Regions from separate parts of the Mus musculus genome. Here all the other regions are linked to region 4. Evidence: chromatin contacts called from public Hi-C data. All regions are on one chromosome and are shown on one strand. Each heading gives the region's core, a stretch centred on a gene start, on an enhancer-like site or on the middle of the called end of the contact. The rest is flanking DNA. Distances are from core to core; before and after follow the strand shown.

What was found. A called contact is a pair of places that touch in the nucleus more often than the background predicts.
Region 1: a contact with region 4 is called in a Hi-C map of uterus, with 2.9 times the contacts expected there. The contact joins two enhancer-like sites.
Region 2: a contact with region 4 is called in a Hi-C map of uterus, with 4 times the contacts expected there. The contact joins two enhancer-like sites. A contact is called at or near these places in 3 of 484 Hi-C or Micro-C datasets (all in uterus).
Region 3: a Hi-C map of uterus shows a contact between it and region 4, with 4 times the contacts expected there. The contact joins two enhancer-like sites. A contact is called at or near these places in 1 of 15 datasets of contacts at CTCF or cohesin (large pre-B cells) and 8 of 484 Hi-C or Micro-C datasets (myeloid progenitors, nephron progenitors and uterus).
Region 5: a Hi-C map of uterus shows a contact between it and region 4, with 10 times the contacts expected there. The contact joins two enhancer-like sites. A contact is called at or near these places in 8 of 484 Hi-C or Micro-C datasets (adipose-derived mesenchymal stem cells, embryonic fibroblasts and uterus) and 1 of 115 datasets of contacts at active chromatin or transcription factors (fibro-adipogenic progenitors).
Region 6: a contact with region 4 is called in a Hi-C map of uterus, with 16 times the contacts expected there. The contact joins two enhancer-like sites. A contact is called at or near these places in 6 of 484 Hi-C or Micro-C datasets (all in uterus) and 2 of 115 datasets of contacts at active chromatin or transcription factors (a beta-TC-6 cell line and fibro-adipogenic progenitors).

Annotation. Positions count from the first base shown.
Region 1 is chr14:102,901,444-102,904,714 of GRCm38.p6, reverse strand. No RefSeq gene overlaps it. Among named protein-coding and RNA genes, the nearest start is that of Gm34589, 68 kb to the right of the region's middle. Within about 2 kb of position 1,519, at least 80 of the 459 cell types and tissues checked have an H3K27ac peak or open chromatin away from gene starts, as enhancers often do. A contact at or near this core is called in uterus, where this site is marked.
Region 2 is chr14:102,030,249-102,033,370 of GRCm38.p6, reverse strand. No RefSeq gene overlaps it. Among named protein-coding and RNA genes, the nearest start is that of Gm41232, 140 kb to the left of the region's middle. Within about 2 kb of position 1,645, at least 3 of the 459 cell types and tissues checked have an H3K27ac peak or open chromatin away from gene starts, as enhancers often do. A contact at or near this core is called in uterus, where this site is marked.
Region 3 is chr14:102,805,285-102,808,881 of GRCm38.p6, reverse strand. No RefSeq gene overlaps it. Among named protein-coding and RNA genes, the nearest start is that of Gm41234, 12 kb to the right of the region's middle. Within about 2 kb of position 2,116, at least 172 of the 459 cell types and tissues checked have an H3K27ac peak or open chromatin away from gene starts, as enhancers often do. A contact at or near this core is called in uterus, where this site is marked.
Region 4 is chr14:102,511,025-102,514,391 of GRCm38.p6, reverse strand. No RefSeq gene overlaps it. Among named protein-coding and RNA genes, the nearest start is that of Gm41233, 58 kb to the left of the region's middle. Within about 2 kb of position 1,906, at least 14 of the 459 cell types and tissues checked have an H3K27ac peak or open chromatin away from gene starts, as enhancers often do. A contact at or near this core is called in uterus, where this site is marked.
Region 5 is chr14:102,853,189-102,856,679 of GRCm38.p6, reverse strand. No RefSeq gene overlaps it. Among named protein-coding and RNA genes, the nearest start is that of Gm34589, 20 kb to the right of the region's middle. Within about 2 kb of position 1,284, at least 6 of the 459 cell types and tissues checked have an H3K27ac peak or open chromatin away from gene starts, as enhancers often do. A contact at or near this core is called in uterus, where this site is marked.
Region 6 is chr14:102,013,616-102,017,021 of GRCm38.p6, reverse strand. No RefSeq gene overlaps it. Among named protein-coding and RNA genes, the nearest start is that of Gm41232, 160 kb to the left of the region's middle. Within about 2 kb of position 1,906, at least 6 of the 459 cell types and tissues checked have an H3K27ac peak or open chromatin away from gene starts, as enhancers often do. A contact at or near this core is called in uterus, where this site is marked.

The DNA.
Region 1 (3,271 bases), core at 270-2,769, 390 kb before region 4:
AAAGCCTCGAATAATACTACCAGAAGATCCAGCAATACCTCTCCTGGGCATATACCCAGAAGAAGTTCCAACTGGTAATAAGAACACATGCTCCACTATGTTCATAGCAGCCTTATTTATAATAGCCAGAAGCTGGAAAGAACCCAGATGTTCCTCAACAGAAGAATGGATACAGAAAATGTGGTACATTTACACAATGGAGTACTACTAAGCTATTAAAAACAATGGATTTATGAAATTCTTGGACAAATGGATATATTTGGAGGATATCACCCTTAGTGAGGTAACCCAATCACAAAAGAAGTCATTAGATATGCACTCACTGAGAGGTGGATATTAGCTCAGAAACATAGAACACCCAAGATACAATTTTCAAAACACAAGAATATCAAGAAGAGGGAAGACCAATGGGTGGATACTTCATTCATCCTTAGAATAGGGAACAAAATACTCATGAAAGGAGTTACAGAGACAAAGTTTGGAGCTAAGAAGAAAGAATGGACTATCCAGAGACTACCGCACCCGGGGATCCATCCCATAATCAGCCACCAAACCCAGGCACTATTGCATATGCCAGAAAGATTTTGCTGAAGAAACCCTGTTATAGCTGTCTCGTAGGAGGCTATGCAAGTACCTGGCAAATACAGAAGTGGATGCTCACAGTCATCTATAAGATGGAACACAGGTCCCCCAATGGAGAAGCTAGAGAGAGGACCCAAGGAGCTGAAGGGGTCTGCAACCCTATAAGTGGAACAACAATATGAACTAACCAGTACCCTCAGAGCTCATATCTGTAGCTGCATATGTAGCAGAAGATGGCCTAGTGGGCCATCACTGGGAAGAGAGGACCCTTGGCATTGCAAACTTTATATGCCCCAGTACAGGGGAATGCTAGGGGCAAGAAGCGGGAGTGAGTGGGTAGGTGAGCAGGGCAGAGGGAGGGTATAGGGAACTTTCGGGATAGCATTTGAAATGTATATATAGAAAATATCTAATAAGAAAGAAAGAAAGATGAAAAAAAAAAGAAAGAAAGAGAGAGAGAGAGAGAGAGAGAGAGAGAGAGAGAGAGAGAGAGAGAGAGAGAAAGAAAGAAAGAAAGAAAGAAAGAAAGAAAGAAAGAAAGAAAGAAAGAAAGGAAGGAAGAAAGAAAGAAAGAAAGAAAGAAAGAAATACTACTGTCCGGAGCACTGAGCGCACGAAGTGGCAAATGGAACTGCGACGTATTCCTCCAGGAGCAAGGGTAAGAACATGGGCAGACTTGTTTCTTATTCCAGTAACTTTCTCACTGGCACAGTGTGGGAATCACAGAATTTGATGCTTTTGCTGTTCAATGCTCAAGATGAAATTCAGTCCAAATTGCTACAGTTAGGGATGCTAACTTAGCTCCTTCCTTTAAAGAGTCAGGGAGAAGAATTTCCAATTTTCTGCCTCAGCTCAGTGCACGCTGCCTGGAGGGCCGTGGGGCCTGTACGCTGATCTGGCCACTGACTCGGTTTGGGAGGGAAGATGGGAATCAGCAGATTTTTCAGGCTCAGCCGTAGCGTGGAAACAGATGCCCTAAAGCAGAACAGAATCCTCTGATCATGCTCTTGGCGGCTGCCACAGCTCGCATGGCCACCATCTGCTAGAGTAATGCCTCCCCATCCCCCCGAGTGACACTCCTTGCTTCTGGTAACCTTCCCATGTGAGTAGTATCACTGATTTGGGAGGCTGTGAGCTATAAATAATAGCTTCGGCAGCCTAGCTCAAGCCAAGAGCGGATTCCTTCCTCTCTAGGAAAGAGAGAAGTAGGCTGTTACCCTCGTCTATTTTCTTCTCCCTCTTATCGTTTGTCTCTTACCAATTTCCTCCCGCTAAACTAGCTCCTGGTGCTGTCTTGGCTTACTAGTTGCAACTGAGGAACATCTCAGAGTTCTGAAGTTCTGTCTCCCCACTCAGCAGAAACTTCAATTGGTGTGTGTGTGGGGGAGATTAATGCTTATTCTAGCTAGGAGGGATTTTTTTTTTTTTTTTTTTTTTTTTTTTTTGGTACCAAGTATTTAGCTCCCGAGATACTTTTGAGCTAGGTGGTCTCTGGAATGCTGCCCTTGGACATCAAACATTCCAGATTATTTGGTATACAGTTGTAAGTAGATTGGCATGGGCACCAATTAATTTCTCGTCCTGCCTTTGGAGTAATAGCACTAAAGCTCGGGACTGTCGTCTTGTAACAGGCTGCACTGAGTACAGTTTCTTCAGACATTCTGCTCTACTTTTATTTGGCATGTATTTTAAAAATAGAGTTCAGATCTGGTTCTAACTTCAGGATGTTGGGTGGCATCGCTGATCTGCCGTCACGGAGCACTGCGACCCAGATGCCAGCAGGAGGAAGATGCATTTCATACTTGTAGAGTTGAGTCCAAGATCAAGGTGCTGGCTGGTTTGTTTCCTGGCAGGAACTTTTTTCCTGGCCTCACAGATGGCTGATGTCTTTCTGTATCTTCTTCTGGGAGCGAGGGAGAGTGTATGGAAGAGAGAGAGAGAGAGAGGGAGAGAGAGAGAGAGAGAGAGAGAGAGAGAGAGAGAGAGAGAGAGAGAGAGAGAGAGAGAGAGAGAGAGAGGGCCACAACTCCTTTGGTGCTTGTTAAAAACAAAGGTGTTGTCAGGGTTGATTTCCTTTATCAACTTGACAGGATTTGGAATCTCCTGAGAGATATGCCTCTGGGTGTGCCTGTCATTGTCAGGGTGTTTTCAGAGAAGTTTAACTGAGGATGCAAAAATCTACCCTGCATATTCATGTTCCTAACTGATGGCTGATGAAAGGCAACCCAGTACCTCAACTCATCTGTCACTGTGTGTCCTGTAAACATGTCTTTTAGAACCACCTTTCTTGTACCATGATAAACTTTTCTTTAAATGCTTCTGTGAGGTACCGAATACAAACACTAATGCTATGGTGAGGACCCCATTCTCATATCTTCTAAACTAATTATTGAGCTATCTCAAAGGCTATAATGCCAAACACCTTCATATCAGGAGTTTGTGAATTAACATATTTTGGAGGGTTGGGGTGGTGTCTTAGTTAGGGTTCCCATTGCTTGTAGAGACATCATGGTCACAATAACTCTTATACAAGAAAACTTTTAATTGAAGCTGGCTTAAAACTTCAGATACTTAGTTTTTTCTTGTCATGACGGGAAACATGGCAGAATGCATGCAGGCATGGTACTGGAAAAGGAGCTGAGAGTTCTATATCTTGATCTGAAAGCAGCAGGAGACTGTGTCACAGTGG
Region 2 (3,122 bases), core at 396-2,895, 480 kb after region 4:
ATGTATTTAGGAATAAGGAATGTTTTGGTGTCTAGAGATACATATGGAAAAGATCAGCGACAGAGAATATTTGGAAATTTATAGAAAGAGCAGTTGGACCGGACCCCTAGAAGTCACACAATCTAACTAGCTCTCCTTTTTCAGCAGAGACTAGGATCAACTGTAGGCATACCAGAGACTGAGAGTTAAAACTCATTCTTGAAACAGACTTGAACAGTAAAAGCCAGCCTTCTTCTTTTGATTTGATGGCACAAGGCAGCCAAGCTTTCCTAAGTGCCCTCTAACCCCATGTCAATCAACAATTGGAGAGATGCTACCTTGGGGAACTGCTACCCCAACATAATCTATATGTTCATATAGATTAATATTTATACAGCTCTAAGACAAATTGATATTCCAAGCAGACACAAGTCAACCTTCATAAACTCCACTAATAGAGGAAGGATTGAAACCTATCTTTAGGGCCTCTGTCTAAACATGAATAAATAATCAAGATTCTCTGAATAGTTGAGACTGGTGTCTGAGGTGAATGAGAAAGATTATATGACATACAAATGGCAACAAGAAACTCTGAAGAAAAAAGAATCCAGCAAACTAAAGGCTGAGATCTTTCCATTCATTTTCTTCTCATGCCAGTGTGACATGAGATACTACTTAAGGGAGGAGAAGTTCATTTTGCCTCCTGGTTTCAGAGGGTTGCTCAGTGCTGAAGTGCTGGGTGAGGCATGGTGAAGTTCTGCCAATGGGAGCATAGGTCAGAGACTCCTCATATAATTAAGAGAGAAAGCAGAAAGACTTGACAGGACTCCAAGTGGGTATGACTTTTGAAAGCCTAAAGTAGTCACCTACCTCTGCCAACCAAGCCCTACTTCCCAATAGTCCAAATAGTCACAAACTAAGGACTAAGTCAAAACATGAACCCATGGGAAATGTATTCAAATTGTGAGAGAACTAACCTCTTCTCTCTCCCCCCCTCTCTCTCTGTGTATGTGTGTGTGTTTGTGTGTGTGTCTGTGTGTGTGTGTGTCTATGTGTGTGTGTGAGTCTATGTGTGTGTGTGTGTCTGTGTGTGTGTGTGTGTGTGTGTGTGTGTGTGTGTGTGTATGTCCAGGGGAACAAAATATGAGGTAGTCTGAAGTGAATAATATAATTGCATAAATAAAGAATATAATAGCAAAATTAGAAAATAAAGTTGAAGAGATTTTTTTTTAAGTAAAATAAAGAACATAGGTTGGAAACAGGAGACAAAGACAGAAAATTCACACACTTGGTCCAGGAGGTTAGCCCCCTGACTGGTACCAATTTCAGTAAAGGAGAGAGAGAAATAGGGAGAAAGTTGTGAGCTACAGAATAAAAGCCTCCAGGGGCAGAAAAGAAGAGGTGCGATAAACACTACGCAAATAAACTTCAAAACAAAAGTGTTCATCACGTTTTCAGCACTCTGGGAATAAAGAGATCTTAAAACTTCAGAGAGGAAAAACCTCACACAGAGATGAAAGAATTAGTAGAGTTTCCCAGGTACCACAAGACCAAGAAGTCCTTTAAAATTCACAGGACAAATAAGCGTATTCTAACCTAGAAATGAGTGTATCAGTCAACTAAAAGGGATGGTGTGGTGTGTCTCACACAGCTCCCAGTAGCATCTGTCCCTGCCTCCTGTGTGGTTAGTTTGTTTTTTAAATGGACAGCTAAGAGATTAAATCCTAGCAAAACCCAGAGTTTGGCCAAGAAAAAGAAGGAAGATAGTGACATAAACACAGAGAACATCGAACACATAAGTAAAAGTTTACGTTTCGAAAAGTAATAAATGGTGCTGGAAAACAGCCAACCTGTAAAACATCATTAACAGCTGGACTGTCTATTAGAAACTGACCCCTCTAAATCAGGCCTATCAGTGCTGGAAATCAGAAAACATAGTTTTGGCTTTGCAAAGGACTTTAGCAAACTTTGATTTTCACATTATACAGACAGAAACAGGATTTACTTTCTTCCTTGGCAGATTGGCTAGGTTGGCTTCTCAGAAGCCACAGTGGAAAGGGCTGGGTCAGCATAACTAAGAAGGAAGGGGTCTACGGTCTGGAGTTGGGGGAGGGATGCTCCTTACAACACGCCTGCCTCTTCTTTTCTCGGTTCAGTTTGGCTCCAGGCCCAAGTCCAGTCCCATTGTCAGATTAGTTCTGTCACTGATCTGGAATGGGATGGTCTGTTTTTAGCGAGACTACTGTATAATCGCATTGCTTTTATTGTGAAGATTTGCAACCATCGCTGTAAACTTGGTGCAAATTTTCTTTGTCCTTTCAAAAAATAATAATTGGCTTCTCTCAGTCCACAATGCATTCTATTTTTGTCCTGGTGAATGTCACCGCCCATAGCATTGAGGCAGAGTTAGAGAGAGTGGAAATTTGTTGCAGACCAATAGACCCTTTCATTTGTCTTTTGTGATTCTTAAATATGTTCTGCTGAAATATGCTTCTTCAGGAGAGTCATAATTTAACAATTAAATCTGATGTTTTCTTCGCTCTATAGTTCTATGTGGACTACAGCCTTCATGAATCTTCCTCCTCAAGAAAATGGTGATGTTTAAGACTTTACCTCTCTTTTCTGTACACAGGACGCCTTCTCTATGACTCTAGCTGAGTGGATTATCTTTTGCTAATAAACTAATCCTGTATTCCAACTCCCCCACCACCACCACCAAAAGACCTATCCAAAATGCAAGCAGTGTAGTTCTAAATAGCCTGCTGCTTCATTTTTTGGGAGCTTAAAACTTTGGTGGAACTTCTACTGTTTGTCTTTTTCCAGCATGAACTGCTAAGACTGCATATAAGAAGATGACACGATGAATTAGTTTGTTATTTTTAATCTTTTACTAATCTTTATGTGATAAACATATGATTTGTTAGCATCCAGTAATTTTTCTCCTGTTGGCGAAAAGACGTGTTCGGATTTTCCCCTTGGTTTCTTAACAATAATCAGTGGCAATCAAAAGGAAGTGTGGAACTTGGGACCAGATGATGCTAAAGGTGTAAAGCGTAATCCTCACAATGAAAGCAGAAATAATATAAACCTAAATTACCATGAGCCCTGAGTTTCTCTCGTGATTTCAAGACACTTCCCAGTTT
Region 3 (3,597 bases), core at 867-3,366, 290 kb before region 4:
CGGTATCTCCCTCCTGAAAGGCTGTGTTTTAGGGTAACCTCCCCCAAAGCTGCACTTGAGTCAAGGGCTTGACTACAAGTGGTTTCTCTGGTATGCCGTGTCTCAGGAAGTACCAGGAGACAACTTACAAGTAAGATAAGGAAGGAAGGGATGCCAGCCTATGTAAAGATGACGATAAATGGATCACTGCTATGGATAATTGGCATTCAGTTTTGCTACCAACCTTCTGGAAGACTGTGGGATATACCATGGAATCTTTTGACAGCTACGGATGAGTCTAGTGTCTCAAATCTTTCATGGATTGAGAGCTGGGCCTGAGGTGGTTAGCTTTCTACTGCTGGAGATCTATCCAGGGGCAGAGAGGTAGAGAGACAGTAAAACAGGGAAGGTCCACAGTTAACTCCTAGTGGGTGGACAGTGTTTGCTGAGGTACCTGCAGGGTCAGCTAGTCCCCCATTCATATACTTCTCTCTCTGGTAGATACATCTTATCTGGATCTTCCATGCCCTTGAGTTGACCCACAGAATCAGGACCAGATGTATGCCTCTATTGCTGACTTCAAGAAGTCACGAGAGAGAAATAGTCTTGCCTTTTTCTGCTCTTCCCTAAGGAGGAATGTATATAAGGAGACTGTAGATAGCTCCGTATCCCAGAGAAGGCTGACTCCTGTCCTGTGAGTCCTGTTTGTTGCATAGTCCCTTTCTCTGCCTGTCTCACACATTTGTAAGAGGACCATTGCTTTTCTTCTCATATTTTCCCATGAGGTAAGCACAAACCTGGGACTGTCTCCGTAAGATGTCAAGGATCCAGTGGAATAAAATTTCTCCTTTCGAGCCCACCAACAGCTCACTTGGGAAGCTAACTTTGTCTTTCACAAAGCAGTTGGTCAGAGTGGACCCCCAGGTAGAGGTTCATAAGGGCAGGGAGACATGAACCATAATCACCGACTTAAATTCATTTCTCACATATTTTCCCCAGAATCTCCATGCTCTGGTTGGCCCACTTGCAAACAGTCAAAATGGCGGAGAAATTTTCCACTAAAATTTTATTCACTTTTTCAATCACTGAAGGGCCCTAACTTTGTTCATTTGGTAAAGTTCAAGAAATAAGTAGAAAAGACAGACAAAACCCACTCCCAAATAGAAGACAACAAATGGAAAAAAGAATACACACATGCAATGCGTGTGCGCGTGAGCGCACGCACACACACATACACACACTCATCACACACACAGAATACACAGAGAACATACACACAGAACACACACACAGAACATACACACACAGAACACACATACAGAACACACACACACAGAACACACAGAACACACACACACAGAACACACAGAACACACACACACAGAACACACACACACAGAACACACATACACAGAACACACACAGAACACACACACAGAGAATACAAACACACACAGAACACACATAGCACACACAGAAAACACACATATACACAAAACACACACAGAACACATACATACGCACACAAAACACATACACACAGAGAAAAAACACACACAGAGAAAAAACACACACATAGAGAAAAAACACACATACAGAGAAAAAACACACAGAGAACACACACACACACACACACACACACACACACACACACACACACACGTAGTTTGGGGGATAGCTCAGTTAGTAAAATGCTCCCATGCTTATCTTGCAGGCATGAGGACTTGCATCATTTTATCCAGAAACCTGACTAGCTCATTTCTGAAATAGTTGTTTTGTTTTGTTTTGTTTTGTTTTGTTTTGTTTTGTCTTTTTGGTGGGGTGAGGAAGCCCCAAATAATTTTGCTTGTCTTTCCTGTTAAAAAAAACAGAAGCTTGTCTCTAACATCTTCTCCTTTTCCAGTCTTATATTAATTTCTCATTTTTTGGTGTGACTGATCACTTATTGGTGTGTGTGTGTGTGTGTGTGTAGTGTGAAGGGTTGCTAGCAGAGACCCAAACAGAAAGGATAGTGCGACAGGCTTTAATTATTCCCTCAAGGTTTCCGGTGTTGAAAACTTTCTGCGTTCTCAGTTACTCTCTGACAGGGCACAATTTCCCTCTGTATTTTCGGTTTTCAGAGGCTAGGACAGCGAAGGTGAGCCACGTGACCACAGGCTGGCTGACCTCCACTCGTCGCCATTTCCTCTCCTCTCTACCCTCTGCTCCACTTCTGCTATTTCCTTTAGATAAGAAGCCGAATCATCCCACAGGAAGAGCAAGATGTCATGCTGTCTCCTGTAGCTCCCCAGCGCTCAGGAGCCTTGTGGCATTACATTGCGACCCTTCAGGAATAGTCTTTGCTTCTCCAACGGTCTGTCACCCGGCACAGAAGTCTGATTTTCAGTTGAGGGATTGAGTACAACCCAGACCACTTGTGGCAGGCCTCTTCATCTCTCTGGGATCTGAGGAGTTGTGCCCTCAGGGTGGCCACCTAACTCAGTTTAGACTGTACAGTGTTTTACTGCCAAGCCTTACACTGTGGTTTTGTGGCTGGGACAGTTTACATGTCAGAAGCGGGGGATTTTTCTGCTGATATTTTACATTTGTTTTGTGTGCTGGCTTTAGGACAGCAGGCTGAGCAAAACTGTTTTGCCTTTCTGCTCTATTCAGTGACAGCATGTTCTCAGGCACACTAATTCACACCGTAACATTAACTCTGGTGAGGCGTGGGTTACTTTAAAGGGTGGTCTCCCATCCAAGTGGGAACCGGAATGGACCCTGCTTAGCTTCCGAGATCAGACAAGAACTGATGCATTCAGGGTGGAAAAGGGATGTGGAGAGTGGCGCAGAAGGGGGCGCTGATGCTATAATTTCCAATGGTTAGAGGCTCTTGCCTTTTTCTAGGGCCTTAAGCTGAAATCTCAAAAGGGCATGAAGAAACAAGGAAGATTTTATCCTTCTCTTCATGTTTTAGCTCCCCGAAACCGCCAAACTGCCAAGGCTGAGGTTCAGACTGTAGCTGATGCACGCAAGCTCCTCATATATTATTTTGCGTTGCTGTTTGCACGCATCCATCAGGTGCGGTCATTCACCAAGAGAGGTGGCCACTGCATTGTTTGCTTAGAGCCGAACCACGGTCTCCTTGGAGCCAAAACTGGGCTTATTTCATTAGACCACCACCTTTTTCTTTCCATAGTCATTTGTGTTTCAGCTATAAATAATACAATCTATGTTTTAAAAATCACAATGTAACTTGAATTTCTAAAAATACTCAGGAGAAAATCATTTTCTGAAGGCTGGCCCTTCTGCCTTTATCTCTATGTTGTTATTAAAAATGATGATGAATTAACTGACAGGCATCCTCAAGATTGTCTATAGCGTTTCCTTTTCTGAGCAATGTAGGACAGGCTAAATAAGAACACATTTGGCATGATCTGAAGTCAACGCTGTCTGGAACATGGGGTTGTAGATAGCTGCTTAAAGTCTAAAAATTCTAATGATCTTGGGTACAGTCCCCTTTTCTGTAATTTTTTTTTTGTCAAAAAATTTTACCTCACTTAAAATATTCAGAAGATAATTCTATTGTGTTAATAATTTTTCTTTTAGGTTTGGTCTTTAGACATGCGACAGCTTAGT
Region 4 (3,367 bases), core at 657-3,156:
TGTCTGTCTGTCTATCATCTATCTATAATCTATATAACTCTATCTGTCTATCTATCTTTCAACCATCCATCAATTATTTATCTAGCATCTCTATATATCTTCTATATACTTATCATCTATCTATCTATCTATCTATCTATCTATCTATCTATCTATTGTCTAGCAATCATCATCTACCTCTCGTCACTTGCTATTTATTGTTTTTTTTAATTTATCTTGTTCTATACTTAATAAAGCTACGTAATTATAGAATATTCCCTGGACTTTATGAATCAACAGCTAAGTGTTCTAATCACAAATGCCTTGTGGTCTTCTGATGGACATTTTGTGAGCTTTTTTCTTCTCCATGCTATAAATTTTATTTTTCCCTTGATCTGGGGTTAGATGTCATGGATTCCCAGAATTAGGAAGAAAGGTGAGAGTGAGGCTCTTGAGTGTAACTAACAGTCAAAATTTAAAAGCTTTAGTGTAGTGGAGATTATTTTCATGGTCTTTGTGTCATTGCTCAATTTGATGAATGTCCAAGTATGGCCTGAGTGTAAGAGTCTGATTTCTGTGTGTCAAGAACTTTGGTGAATAGATAATATTGGAGAATAGCACAGAGATTTATAACATTTGGTCTTGGGGAGATTTTACATAATAGGGAATTAGCAGAGTAACACAAAATTGGCCTACATTAGATGCAAGAAACTAATTTATTCAGTATATTCTGTGTAATTAACTTACATACTTAATAAATACTTGAACATTTACTGTGTATAAATCATTATATTTAGGGATGTAAGTTTTAAAAGTTAATTCTAGTGAGAACATAGATCTGAGCCTAGTAATCAAGATTAAACATATTACTTTTTTTTTAAGAGCAGGAGAGAAAAAAGATTGGTGAACTCTATTTAATTAGTGTTATCTCTGGAAGTTAGTTTTTTTGTGTAACCACCATAGATTAAAAAATTGTTTTAGCTAGAGTTTGACAAATAAAGGCAAGTATTTGTACAACCAAAATTGTTCCCAGAATTAAGATTATAAAAGCAAACAAGGGCACATTTCTTTATTACAGTAAAATCTAGGGTTCTAGAAATAATATTTAATTTCATGTGTAGATAGAATTGACTGTCTTTAAGGTATGCTATCAACAGTCATTCAATTGATAATGCTTATCACTAGTTATGTCCCAGGCACGGTTTCCATGCTGGAGATTGAAAAATTAAACCAATTGTACATCACCACATTGCTCATTAGACTAATTAAGGTAATATAAAAGTGAGTAGTTGCCATTTCCAGTATGGCCTGATCAAGACATAAAAGTCAGTAACTGAGAGGTTAATGAATAGTTCCCAAACCATGTGTTTCTCAGATTGGATGGAAAGTGTTTAAAGATTTATCACGAAGACAGTAAAAGTAGGACTCGTCTTGGATCCAGAGTAACTATGAGAGGCCAGAACATATTAAGCAGAAGGATTTACAAAGTTAGCTACTGATGAATAACAATTTGAAGTCCAGAGACATAGCCCAGTGGTTGAGAGCCTTTATTGCCCTTGTAAAGGACGTAAATGTGATTCCAAGCATCTCTATCTGGTGACTCACAGCTGCCTGAATCCCCAGGAGATCTGATGTCTTTTTCTGTGTTTTGCCCATAACTCTGCATGATGTTGTTCTCCTTTATATATACATATAATTAAGAACAAGCAAACAAAACCCCCCAAATCTTTTTAAAAAAAAAAAAGACAACTTCAGGCTTGAAAATGAAATGTTAGCAACATTCAGAAGATAAGAATAACAGCTCATCCATTTGGTGTCTAGAAGATCTTGATGGTGAGCATCTGACCATCAGAAACTCCCTGGTTCTTGTCTGTGTTAGTACCAGTCATCCTATTCCTGGCTTCAACTCAAATCAATTATTTTTATTATCTCTGTATGTTATACAAGGTGTAGACATTTTAATTCCTACTAGTCACAGATCTTAAGACTTCTAAGAAGTATGAAGAGCAGTTTTTAATTCTCCCAAACTTTTAGAACTTTTAAAAAGGGCAATAAAATAAATTGAATTTTCCATCTCCTGGAGACGTTTGAGTGTCAAAAGCACCCCCTTGTAGCCCAAGGTTGTACATCATAACTCCTCAGATTTCACAACAGTTTATTACAGTGAAAAAAAACCCACCCACCTGGCCCTGAGTACATATCCAATTTATGAGCATCCGAAGAAGACAGATTCAGATACATTAAAATGTGGTTTCTGCATTGATCGTGATATGCAGCCACATAAAAAACAATGCACAGAACACCTTTACTACCCAACAGCTGTGGGGGAATCGTTGAGTAGAAATTATCCCAGCTTGGGAACATTAGATTAGACATGAACACAAATTATAGGTATTAATTTATTTGGGAAAAGTTGAACATTTAAGAAGGCCATTTCGCCAGTGGAAACAAAGATGAGAAACTGTCAAATGGATCTGAGTTGTGCAGAATTCTGCCTGGCTTCCAGGAACAGAATTGGAAACAGATGTCCTCCTAGAATGTGAACATGATCTTATTACCAGACGTTTCTTTAAATGAAACCCTCAGAAACAAAATGGTTCTTTAGTGGACGCTCAGTCAAAGGCAAAGAAATAATAGATAAGTTGAGAAATATGTCATAGTCTTTGAATTTCATAAGTAGATCATGGCAATTTAGAGGCCATTTTCTGGAATGCTTCAAAAAACTTGATTCAAATATAACTCTTCTTTCTTCGTGGACATTATTATAAATGAGAAAACATATTTAATGGAAATACTAGAGCCTATAAAGCAGTCCTAAATTTTCCTCTTTTTTATAATTTATCTTTTTAATTAGGTATTTTCTTCATTTACATTTCCAATGCTATTCCAAAAGTCCCCCACATGCTCCCCCCCACCCCGCACTCCCCTACCAACCCACTCCCACTACTTGGCTCTGGCGTTCCCCTGTACTGAGGCATATAAAGTTTGCAAGACCAAGGGGCCTCTCTTTCCAGTGATGGCCGACTAGGTCATCTTTTGATACATATGCAGCTAGAGTCAAGAGCTAGCTCCGGGGTACTGGTTAGTTCATATTATTGTTCCACCTATAGGGTTGCAGATCACTTTAGCTCTTTGGGTACTTTCTCTAGCTCTCCATTGGGGGCCCTGTGATCCATCCATTAGCTGACTGTGAGCACCCACTTCTGTGTTTGCTAGGCCCCGGCATAGTCTCACAAGAGACAACTATATCAGGGTCCTTTCAGCAAAATCTTGCTAGTGTATGCAATGGTGTCAGTGTTTGGAGGCTGATTTCAGGCTTTAGTGCGTTTAATTTGGGCTAAGCAGAGGCAGCACCCACATATTTGTAGTTAAAGAATTTTAAGAATCA
Region 5 (3,491 bases), core at 35-2,534, 340 kb before region 4:
GCATGATTGCTCAAACTCTAGTCTTTTGACATTTTGGCCTGATATTCCTTTGTTTGCCCTTTCCACTGTTGGGTAGTTAACCAAATCTATGACCTTAGTCCACTAGACACCAATATATCTTCTTTGTAATGGTGACAATCAACAATGTTTAAAAAAAAATCCTTGGTGGGTAAGTCTTTCTCATCATGAAGAATGACTAAATCTACTGAATATAGAGGCTTTTAATAGTTAACTTCTAACAGTCTACGGATCTCTCTCTTTTTTTAATCCTATGTAGTTTCTTAGAGGCAGAGATAGACAGATCCTTGGGTCTCACTGGCTGGTTAGCCTGGCATAATCGGGATGTTCAATGCTACTGAGAGATCATGTCTCAAAAAAGGGGGTGGGCAGTACCCCAGATTGTCCTCTGGCTTCCACACACTGCACTTGTGTGGCATGTAGACCTCCCTCCCACAACAGACATATGTGTACACACATGATCATCCACATACACTGGAAGAAAGAGAGAAGCAAGAGGAGAAAGAAGGGGAGGAAGAGGGAGAGGAAGGCTGTGGTAACACAGGTCAGGGAAGAATGGTCTTGTTTGTATTCTGGACACTTAGATTAGTGAGGTGGATATTTCCTCCCTTGCCCAACCCCAGGGAACGGTACCCCAGATGACTTGGAATAAAGCTTGATGCTCCATTTATAACTGCACTAAATTTCAAAAACCACTTCCCATTCTTTACTTCCAACATGTTTTCAAAGTTACACATTAAACAATAGGAAAGGATCTCTCTCTCTCTCTCTCTCTCTCTCTCTCTCTCTCTCTCTCTCTCTGTCTCTCTCTCCTAGTCAGTTTGTCTTTATTATAATGCAAATTATTGACTGGTAGTTTTTTCCCTGGTATTTAGTAACTGAATTAGGTTTATGATTCAGCAAAACCTATCGCAGAGCTGCTCTTCAAACAAAGACAAAAACAAATTGTAAATCGGTGCTATTTCGTGGTGTCTCTAAACACACATTTGGCATTGACTCCAGAAGACTGAGGGCTGAGGTCCAAAGACTGCTGCCTTTTCCTTGATTTGCATTTGGCTTTGGGAGTTAGATGTTTTTGCATGCGTGCTTTCCTCCTCTCCTCAGTTGCAGATTTTTTTTTCTGTGAACTTTTGTTTAACAAAGGTGGACACGTACTGTGCAATGAAAACATTGACTGTAAATCATTTCAGCTATAAAATGTCCCTGTTTGGAGCCCAGTGATGGCTCCCTTGTTCCTGAAATAAGAAGGATTGCCAACATCTGAATGAGTTGTTTAATTGGTCCACAGGGACAGACCCCAGAGCTGTGCAAGAGCTGAGTATCTGACCTTCTACTGTTCTAGATTTTTCCGTGAGACCCAAAGGATCTTCGGGCTGACCATTTACCAATGCCAACTGTTTATTTTGCATGGTAAAATACCACAGGCACCACAGAATTCATAATAACGACAGAACGAGTTTTTCAAAGGTGTGTGTACTTGACAGGCAAAAAATATGCGTGCTTTGTAGATTCAGTTCAGAGTAGCTGGAAACATTTCTTTACGGTCATTGCAGGGCTTGGGACACCAGTCACAATGTTATCTATGAAGCCCAGGTTGGAGGGATGCAAAAACCTTGCATTGGTCACAGAGCAAATAATTAACTAATTTACTCTGGATATTTAAAATATGCCCTGAATTCTTATTGCTTCCTGAAACCCTCCCTTTCAGAAAAATGAAATATGCTGCATAAATGTGCAGACTCTAGGAAAATCATTGCCAGAGTACCTGGTGACCTGGTATGTGTTGAATGCTTTGTTTTTGATAAGCAGAAACTAAGGAGACAGTCCATGCTCTGAAGCTTAGGGCTGTGACTTCTCCATGATGGTAAGAGGCTTTGGAGAGAACCCTCCGTTTTTGCTAAACACGAGAGAAAGTATTAGAGTATTCCTTTGCATTTCTGTCTTTTAATTAGTGGGTGTGAAGTGGATATTGAGTGCTGTAGCTCCAGGATTGGGGCGGGTGTCATTTTCAGAAGCAAGGAAGACTCTGAGGATCCAGGAGCTAAGGATTTGATGACCGTTTTCTTCCCAAGTATCTAGAGATAACAGCAGTGGTCAATCTCCCTGTCTCCATTGTGGTTGCAGTATTCCTTATGCAGCTGGTATATTGAAAGAGAGCTCAGGGAAAGAGAGAATGATGGGCAGATGCCAGACTGACAGAGAGTAGATCATAAAGTAAATTGATTCTTTGGGATGAAAGCAACAAGGAACCTATTATAATAGCTAATCTGAAGGGGGAGTGTGTTCACCAATGCTGAGGTGTTTCATTAAACCTAACGGGTACGAAATCACTCAGAGCTCATGACCTTGAGGCAAGGACATAGTGCTTCCTCTCCAGCTCTGCTTATTCTGTTAAGCTGTGTCTTTTCTCTCTGTGTGAGACTCCCTTTTTCTTTGTTTACTGCTTTTGGGCACTGAATTTAAATGCCTGGGTGAGGGGGACAGAGCTCAGGACCCAGCTTGGATTTGAAAGGCACCCAATCTACAAAAAATTAGTGGTGGTTAGTATGTTACCTTCAGGTATATAAGGCCTAGGAGTGGTCCCTTGAAGGAAGAACCAGGCTATGATACCTTAAACACAGAGATTGCAATATCATCCAAAGTATGAATGGATGAGCAGAAAGAAAAAAGAATTTCAGTCACAAGGGAGATTTGCTCTCTCTAAAGAGAAAGGAACCTGTCTTCACTTTACAGGAAGGAGCCTTTAGAGGCACTAACATGATAGCAGAGCCAGGAAAGCCTGATGTAGGAGGAAGAGAGGGGCTTGGAGAGATTTACAGGCTCAGAAGAGACTCAGGAGAGGTTTTCCAGACAATTGCTACAGAAAACAAGTCAAGAGGGGCTCATGGTGCTAAGAGTGTATTCAACTGTGACCACAGGAGTATGTTCAAGGTAAGTTTGGGTAATTGGACTGTGGGAGACTTTGAAAAAGCGGGAAGGGATTTAAATTTGACAAGTAAGGGTGCACAGGAAAAATTGATGAAGAAAATGACATAATAAAAGTAAGGCTTTAAGGAGAGATAATACATCAATAATATATACTAGGCACTAAATTATGTCATTGAAAACAGGGCAGCGTTGTGAGGAAGGTTTTCGTGTTCAACATAAAAATAGAAGTTTCTAGCTCTTGAATTAGAACCCATGAAGTTAGGTACGGGGTGCTTGGAAAATTCTCCGATGAAGAGAGACTCTCTCACTTCATTTAGTATTGCTTCATCCCTAGAAGGCACAACTAATTTGTTAATAGGAAAACTGTGTCATCCTTTCAGACATAGAGTCAATTCTTTATTGGAAGAATGAGAGAAAAGAAAGAAAAGTGCTAAGTCCAGCTCTTAGAAATCCAGTTTTCCTCTTCCAATGGTTCAATTAGTTATTTGATTTCATTATTTTAAATAGTATAATGATTGCTTTAATTTTATTTAGTGTGAAAAGAA
Region 6 (3,406 bases), core at 657-3,156, 500 kb after region 4:
TTACTCTGCAGAGACATTCAGAACTTGAAGTTCATAGAAATGCTAATAATTAGCCAGGCTCACATGCTACTTTGGGTATGCATATTTCTATACTTTATGCATATTTTCACCATTCCATAGCAACAAAAGCTTCTACTTCAAGCTCCATGCTAAGCCTAACTTCCTCCTTGTCAACCCCTAAAGAAACTGCCAGTCACTCAGGATGTATAGGTCCAGAAACAAGGTGCAGAGCCAAAAGGAACATCTGGGAAGCAATCCAAAATCAGGGCTACCATCTGCCTCTCCTAATAAGGCCACCCACCCCACTTTTTAAAACTTGAAAATAAACATTGTAAGACTGTTGTGATGAATAGGAAAACATAAAGGACAGCTTATATTGTTGTGTTTCTATTCCTCTTGTCCAGATGATGCCATTACCTACTTTTCCATGGCTCCTGACAACCCATAATAGAAAGCAATGAACTCGGTCTCCATAACAGAAAGCCATGGACTTAGTCCAGAAATCAAGGCAGTTTCCCAAGACACAACACCTACATCCAATAGGACTTAAACACGTATTCACCTGGGACTGCCCTTCTTCTCTCTTTCTCCTCTTCTGTGAATGGCTTTGCCTATCTTGATCACTGTGCTTTGCTTTCCTGACATCCTGCTGACCACCGTCCTTGGCATTTAGTGTTCAACAAAGAATAGACCAGAGAAAACCCATTCTAGTCCTCTTAAGGTAATCATGAATAAAAAAGCTGGCATTTTTAGCAGGTTTCTGTGAGTTCTTGAGTTTGAGGCCAGCCTGGACTTTCATTTTTTATTTCTTCCATTAAATGTATTCTTTAAAAAAAAAACTGTGTATATTCAGTTATATACAATAATCTCATTATTTAAAATACTAAATTTCTCCCAAGAACTCCAAATACATTACAGATGTTATAAGAATTCTCACACCAAATACCTTGGAACAAAAGGAAAGCAGACACTGTAATCTTTACAACTAAATCATTATACAATTTCACTGGAAAGTTTACATGATTGTTTCTCAATAGGCCTCCATGCAAAAATCTGTTTCTTTTTAAGAAAATTAAATTCTAATAATAAGTGACAATTTTCTGAGCTTAGTTTCTAGCAGTCTTATGATCAAGTTCCAAGACAGCCAAGGATCCATAGAGAGACTCTATGTAAAAAAACAAACAAACAAACAAAGAAACAAAAACAACAAAAGAACAGCCATTTTAGAGACAAAACACAATAATCTCAAAAATAAGACTGTGGTATGATTTTTTTTTAACTTAGCCCAGGGAAGATAGAAAACTAAAATATGACTTTTGGCTGAGTGTATCCAGTTTCATGGATTTAGTTGATAGCATTTGTCTGGCAGAATAGAGAATATTATAGAAGGCAGCAGAGGAGAAAAGTGAACTGAAGGTTTAAATAGAAGATGACTTCAATTTCTAGCAATGAAGCACATAAAATTTCATGAAGGGCCATGAGGAAGGCATCAAGGCAGAGCGTGGGGATCAAAGATGACATCACTCTAGCAGCTGGGTCATGGAGGCAGGGGAGCAGTGGTGGTTATAATCATGGGTAGATTCCAAACAAAGAGTGAAGGTTGCTGCTGCGAATAAGACAATCCAATAACGTTGCAGACTTTAGCCAGATCACGTAACTACTGGGAAAATGCCTTAAGGAACATTTTTTTTTTTTTAAGAAATGCTAAAGAGAAAAGACCAAGTGTGAGGTTTGGCAGAAGCTCGTGGCTGGCTGAGTTTGACCTTTGAATAAGTCTGCTGAAATTGACTCTGTGACGTCACTGATTCGCATAAAGAAAAACTAGAGCAAAGGTCAAGCTGAGTCTGCAGGTGTGGTAAGTCCTAAAGAAGACAGGAGGAGATGAGGTGTAGGCTGTGCTTCCCAGAAGATGGCATTAAAGATTGTGTGAGGAGGCCCGGGTAAGGCGCTACATCCGTAATGCTTGCACGAGGGGCACGTGAGTCAGTGATTTAACATGGCTATAAATGACGGCACCTTGAGTTTAAGTGTAAATATAAATATGCCAAGCATTAAATGTCTATATAAATATAAAAATGATCAAGCTAAATTACAGCCTGTACAAAGGCATGTTCCCTGCAGTCTCATTGTTTGGTGAAACTAAACAAGATAATAACACAAAGAATGATCCCTTATAAGTACTTACTGCTGGACATAATGCCTAAGGCTTTCTCACGTGCGTTCTCTCACCAATGCCTGAAATTTATGAGGTCGCTATTCATCAATGAGCAAACAAGGCACGGAGAGGCTACATTAGATATAGAGCAGAGCATAGAGACTAAGGCAAACATTACCCAAAACCTGTGCTCCTAAGCAGTTTATCGTCTCACCTACAGCCTGTAGATGTTCTGTTTCCTGTGCCATGAACAGTAGTGGTGAAAGGGGCAAGGCTCGTGCAAAGCACAGGGAAGGGCATCAGCGAACTATGGAGTTCACTCATAATAGAAGTTGGCATCTCATGGGAGAGAAATACAGTTGTGAGCAGTTAGGGCTGTCGAGTCAATGCCATATTGGCTGGGAAGCACTCTTCCTTCTTTCAGGTCCCCCAGCTTCACCGTGTGCCCTGAGTTTGGACTCCAGCCAGGAACTAGGAGTAGAAAAGAAAAAACCAAATGTCAAATGCAAGCTTTCCATAAGCTTCTGTTGAATGTTTGTGCTTGTGTCCTTCCACGAGAAGGAAGAAGACAGGATCATCTAGTCTTGCAGTGATGCAGAGAGATGCCATTGTCTGCATAGGCTCATGGCTTAGGAAACAGAAGAAAATAGATTTGGAGATGGTAAATGAAGAATCATGGTCCTGGTTTGAGGTTTTAAAATGTGGTGGGGAGACTGAAAACACCTCTCATAGTCAGCCTCTTGTTGATTGGTAGGAGGGTGTGTAATACCATAATCAATAACGGAGTAAAAAACATGAGACGCACACAAAGGGAAGGTCGTAGAGAGGAATGGACAAATATGACTGAAGAATCACTGTACAGCAGTTGGATTATGAGGCTACATTAAACAAACCATTACAATAATGGGATTTAAAAGTCATAGTTACTGTAAAATATAATAATAATTCTGAATTTCTTTAAACCCTGTAAATATAAGACATAAAATATTCAAATGAATTTAAGTATTTCTCCACAGGCTGTGAAAACACAAGTCACTCAAAACAACAATTAACACTCCAGCCAATATTCTTTGGGCTTAATGATGACAGCATTTAAAGTAATATTCTAATTCTTTCCAGATTTTGAGAAGACCATGTTGGGAAAAGAAAGAAAACAAGTGTGGGCATCTAGAGTAGTCAGGGTCTAGAATAAGTCAGAGTCTTATTACTGAACCCCAGGCATAAGGAACACAGCCTGGAAGTCAGTTGTAG